Linked DNA regions of Mus musculus: region 1 is linked to region 2. The links are chromatin contacts, called in public HiChIP or PLAC-seq maps. All regions are on one chromosome and are shown on one strand. The core of a region is the stretch at or near the end of the contact, and the rest is flanking DNA. Distances in the headings are between cores, read along the strand shown. Region 1 holds the start of Lca5 (Leber congenital amaurosis 5 (human)). Region 2 overlaps Phip (pleckstrin homology domain interacting protein).

Evidence for each region. HiChIP or PLAC-seq counts read pairs in DNA pulled down with a chosen protein or histone mark.
Region 1: a contact with region 2 is called in an H3K4me3 HiChIP or PLAC-seq map of bone marrow-derived macrophages, with 4 times the contacts expected there. The contact joins the promoter of Lca5 here to the enhancer-like site in region 2. A contact is called at or near these places in 7 of 39 promoter capture datasets (the 3T3-L1 cell line, the C10 cell line, cranial neural crest and 2 more), 3 of 115 datasets of contacts at active chromatin or transcription factors (bone marrow-derived macrophages, embryonic forebrain and large pre-B cells) and 1 of 9 other capture datasets (macrophages).

Annotation. Positions count from the first base shown.
Region 1 is chr9:83,439,646-83,442,599 of GRCm38.p6, forward strand. Lca5 (Leber congenital amaurosis 5 (human)) reads right to left here and starts at 1,454. Exons shown (of 8, transcript NM_027448.2): 1 at 1,264-1,454. All of the region lies in intron 1 of Gm2087 (predicted gene 2087), which reads left to right.
Region 2 is chr9:82,870,240-82,872,939 of GRCm38.p6, forward strand. It overlaps Phip (pleckstrin homology domain interacting protein), which reads right to left. Exons shown (of 40, transcript NM_001081216.1): 40 at 1-1,622. The coding sequence ends at 985. Among named protein-coding and RNA genes, the nearest start is that of Gm38553, 19 kb to the left of the region's middle. Within about 2 kb of position 1,387, at least 1 of the 459 cell types and tissues checked has an H3K27ac peak or open chromatin away from gene starts, as enhancers often do. A contact at or near this core is called in bone marrow-derived macrophages, where this site is marked.

The DNA of each region.
Region 1 (2,954 bases), core at 204-2,703, 570 kb after region 2:
AAAAATGAAACCTCCATTTACCCTTTTCCTGGATGCCTGTAGCTCTCTCACCCGATCCCTCACCATTTAAATGACTTTTTAAATTTACTTACTTATATTTGATTATTTGTGTGCTTGTTTAGTTAGTAAGTTAGTTATGTGAGTGTTTTGTTGAACGCCTGTCTGTGTGCCATGGATACAGTTCCTGGTACCTAGAAGGGCCAGAAGACAGCGTAGGATTCCCTGGAACTGGAGTTACAGACAGTTGTGGGCTGCCATGTGGCTGCTGGGAATCAAACCTAGGGCCTGTGGGAGAGTAGTTAGTACTCTTAACGGTTGAATCAGCTCTCAAGCCCTAAGTTATGACTGTTGATCCCAAAGACATCTATCTAATCCTGAACGCACGGTTGAGCATCCATGTGTATGTGGTCAAGCCTACTCTGCTTGGGCCAAGAGTTAAGACCCTCAAACTTCGGGATTGAGATGTGCAGGCAGGAGCTGGTCCAGGACAGGAAACACGCGCACACACACACACACACACACACACACACAATTAATCAATCCTAAAAGAAAATTTACTTTCATAAAACCTTCCTCCACACCCCGCCCCCACCCCACTTACCCAAATATAGGTACAAATACCTCCGTAAAATTAATCCTCACAATGTGTCTACCATTCACTGCACTTCTCTGGAGGAAAAATACAGCCCCTAGCAACTTGTTACCAACCAAAAGATACCATTACGTATCAAGCCCATGAAGTGACTAAGAATTTACATTCAGGTGAACTGGTCACACAGGGAAACACTGTTCCCTTATTCAGCTAGCGCGAAACAAAAGGCATGTGCATCCACCCCAACTCAGTTCTGCCAACAGGTAGGTTTTGCTAACTACTTTCATTCGTTCCATTCCATCCCTCAATGATGTATAAAAATAATCCACAGCCTGGACCAAAGTGTCTCTCCCCTTTAACGACAGTGTTAACAATAATATCCTAGACTGTTCCAGAGTCTCTGAAAGGCTCCGCGCGCCCTCCTTTCCCATCCCGATCTACACCAGTCTCCAGGGGTTTCTTTCTGGTAACTTCGTTCTTCTTTGGATCCGTCTGCACATGCTTTCCTTCTGCTTTAGGGGGCTAACAAATCCCAGTCTCTCAACTTTCTCTTCCTTCTCTCCAAAGCATCCGCCGATCAGCCCCGCCTCGCCCCGCCCCATCACGTCCATCCCCCCCCCCCCCCCCCCCCGGCCGCAGACCTCCTCTCTCATCCGAGGCCCGCCCCTCACCCTCCAAGCTGGCACCTCCTGCTCCTGCCTGGATCATCGGCCGATCCCCGAGTCCGACCGACAGCTACGGTCCGAGACCTAGAGTACCCGGACGCTGCAGACTGCGGTTGCGGGGAGTTTGAACTCACTCACTGTAGGGACCACGGCTGCGGGCGGCGGCTCGGCGGCTTCGGCTCCTGGGCAACGGAGCAGAAGCCCAGCTTGCACCGCGGGAGGACCGGCCTCCGCCTCCCCCAGTTCCCATTGGTTACTGGACTCCATACGTTCATTTCTATTGGTTATTGTGGCATCGGAAGGCGGGATGGCGAGGAGAGAGGCATCAACCATTGGTGGGCCGGTGAGGCGGGGAACCGCGACCCGCGAGGACAGTTGCACGGAGCCCAGCACCCAGGACAGACCGAAAGAATGCCAACCCTTCTCATAGAGGGACGCCGGCTCCAGAAAGGGTCTGTGGACAAAACCCTTGGAAACCGGCCCTATTTTTTTCTGAATATTTTGGATTTCGTTATAAAGAAATCAATGTACTTTTCTGGTTCCGCTGAAATTGATGTGTAGGAGGGTGTGGACTTGATATTTTCATGATACTGCTGCCTGGGTTCTGGACTTTCTTGAGATAACACATCTTGAATATGGCTTGCGCATGATTTTTAAGTTCTGAAGGAAATCTGGGGCTAAAGGATAATGAGAACACGTTTGTTCTCGTTATGTTTTCAAAGAATTGTTTTTAAAGGAAATATTCTGAAGTGCATGACAGTGGGCTAAGGGCAGCTAGATGGCTAATTTTTCTTTTAAACTTGACAGTGCACACTAAGCAGTATTAATTGCAGTAGGTAAAGAAGCTATAAAGAAAATCTTTTCCACGGGGGCTCTGACGCTCTCTGAGCTTCTCATCCAGACCGTTTAATAAGACTGTTCAGTTCCCGATTGAAGCCTGCTGTCATTTATACTCCAGAAAATAGATTCAGGGGGTAGTAAGCGGTGAGATCAGGATAGAACCACATGGCTATTAACTTCCAAATCTAGCATCTTTAGAGCATTTCTCTAACAGGGTAATAGCATTACTGGCAAGTCAAAAAAGTATCTAAAATTTTAGAAATCTCCCAAACAAAATACCTAATTGTGTATAACATTTTCAGTGTCCTTATTACACCACACAGTGTTACTCTATCAGAGATAACAATTACTTTATTTGACCTTGAAAAAAAATAACCAAAATAATTTATAGTTCCTCAAAGCCAGTTTTACCAAATTGATGTTTTAAAGATTTGTCCCAAGTGTGATGATAACTTCACCTTTCTACATGGCATGACTTTGATCTGCCATTTTTATTAGGACTTCAGTTTTCTGATTATACCATTTCACTTCACTGTGTACTACACAGGTTACAGCTTTCCAGGAAAAAAGAACTGAAGCTACCAAACCACATTTTAATATTTTTACTAATTGAAACTATTTAACTGCATTAAATATTTAACTGCCGTTTGTAAAGATTGTGTTTGGGGATGAATCCTAATCACAGTTGGGCACTCTGGGTTTGTATTCTAGTCTCACAGGAATTCCTGTTACTACAGTGCTTCAGACTCCCATTGGCCAATGAATGCCCCTCCCCCCCTTTTTTTTCCTGCAGGACTTTGCCATGTTTGATGCTCTATGGCAATGACACACACACACAAAAAAACCATTTCTACATA
Region 2 (2,700 bases), core at 137-2,636:
ATGACATTAATCCAGATCAAGTAAACATCAAATTCCATACATGTTTCCTGTATTGTCCTTGAATCCTTTAACCACTTAAACATTTTCTCTAAGATATCTCTGTCAAAGGACCCACCAGTGCATTATTTTCCTACATTTAGTACCAAAAAAAAGATATAACTCAGCATAATTTTGTAATAACTTGCTCTTTAGAATATATAGCTTTTCCAGTACTGAAAAGTGTATGCTGTCCTGACAGTCAAAAACAGGCTTTCCACTGCACTGATTCTCAGTCTTTGGCACAATAAACAGAGATAGAGTGACTGATATAAGAATCAAGGTCTGAAAAATTAGACAGTCAAATGTTTTCCAATGTGGATATGTTTCCTTTGCATCAATACATTTTTCTCCTAAGTTTGGCAGAAATGGAGTAAAACAAAAGCTTCCTCTAGATATTCTGTAATTGAACACCTACAGTTCACAACACTTTTCAGGATAACAAATGGTGGGAACTGGAAAGTTATCTTTAGAGGAAGCCATTCTTAATGTACTGCTACTCTTTGTAACATCTCTCTTCCTAGGGCATGCCTTCTGCTATCAGTAAAAATGTACCTCACTTGGTCAAAAATAACTCAATTTAAGAGGAAACATACTTTATCTCTAGGAATACTATGTTTCTTAATAGTGTAGCAGAGCTGTCTCTTCCATAAATAAACCAGAATTTATAACAGGTCCTCAATTTCAAACAGCAAATGAAATGAATGTGGAACCGAATAACCTACCTAAGGGCAATAAATAGCAAACATTTGAAATATATATGTATATAGATTTTTTTCATTCAAAGATGTAAATTATCTTCTAAATGTGTTTTTGTCCATTTTCCCAAGTCAAATTGTAACATTCCCTAATCCGTCATAGCAGCAAGGAAGCAGAGACCTTAGTTCTACTTACTCCTTAACTGTACCTGCGTTACAGATTTTTTAAAATGCAATATTTTGCTTCAAGTTACCAACCAATTAAATTAGCCTTTGCTTTTTCAGTCAACTTTCGGACTCGTCCTCTACTAGAAGTTCCAAATGTCAAGGAGGTGTCCTCGAACAACAGCTGTCTCTGTTCTTCCTCCGAGTCATCCTCATTATAGAAAGCTGTCCTTCGACCCTGATTTCTAGTTCTCATGTGAGGCTCAGAGCCTTTGAGTTCTTCAAACTCCTCTTCCTCATCTATAGGATCATCTGTTTTTTTCCGGTTACTTCTCCTTAACACTTTAACATTTGTAGGAACTATGAGTTCTGAATCTAGGTTGTGAGTTTTCATCTTCCTTTTGGGTTTTCTGCCTCCACGACTCTTTTTCTGTAACAAATCCTCCTTGACAGCATTAGTTTCAGAAAGGAAGTTGCATGTTGAAGAAGGAAGCACGTCAGCCCTGATGGGATGCATGTTATTTTGCTCAGAGTTTTCCTGCTTTGCACACTGCAGATTCTTGGGCTTTCTACCTCTTTTCTTGTGTGTCACTTCACCACTGCTGGTGTTAACTTCTACCTTGGGCTTCCTCCCAGGTCCTCTCTTCACGAGTTTTGATGGTTGTCCTCCATGGCCATTTACTTGAATGGTTCCTGGTATAAGAACATTGTTCTTACACTCTCCTGGAAAAGAAAAACAGTACACTTAATATATAACGGGCTTTTTGTTATTGTCTAGTCCTCCAACTAGTTGGTAACGGGACTAGCATACTTCTATGTAATGACAGAGTAATAGAAAGAAATTTGACAAATTTCTGCGATTACCTAAACATTTTTTATTTTCAAAATTATTTGCTGATTGACTTATTTGTTAGGTGTTCACGTGGATGAGGAGGAGGGAGCTCTCTCCTAGCCTAACACGGGTTCTTAGGATAGGAATGAGGTTGCCGGAAGGATAGGCACAGTTACCTGCTCACCTATCTTATTGTCCCCTGGGGAAAAATTCTTAAGACAGAAAGAGACATACAAGAATAGAAGACCTAAGTTAATGCTGTCATTGATAGCAAAAAGTACAAATTCCATTATCTACACCCTTATTACACATTCTAACATGTTAGGAGTTTCGTTTGGATCACATGAAATGATTGTATCCATTTACAGTTTATTACATCAAAGTACTACTTTACTGTTTAAATCACTAAACACAGGGTGTTTCGGTATCACTACTTTTAAGGAGTTAAGTCATGTTTGAAAAATAGTCTTATTATACAAAGTTTATAACTTTAATTTGGCCATCTCAATAAATAATAAGCACATTGTTATCTCTTGCTTTCAGTCATTTGATCAGTGAGAAGATTCAGAAAGTATGTACAGATTCAGAAAGAATATACAAATTTTAGCTTTTCTTCCATCTATGAATGTGACAGTAACTTCTATATAAAAGGAGAGAGTCTAGAGCCTAAAATAAATCTCCTGGACATGCAAAGTATCTTCCTTCTTAATCCCCTACCCAATATAATTAGGACCATTATTTGCTGCAGTAATTTACATCCGTTACTCTCCATCAAAACTGCCATAGCTTTGACATGCCTTACCTAGTCTTATCTACAAACTGTAAGTAATAATTATTCAACTGATATGTTTAAAGCTAGAGGACCCAGAATGATATTTAAAAGTTCTGAAAACCCAAAACTGTCAATTTATATAATAGTGTGTAGTAAATCTAATAATGGAAATAAAAATCAGAACTTTCCAAGAGAAA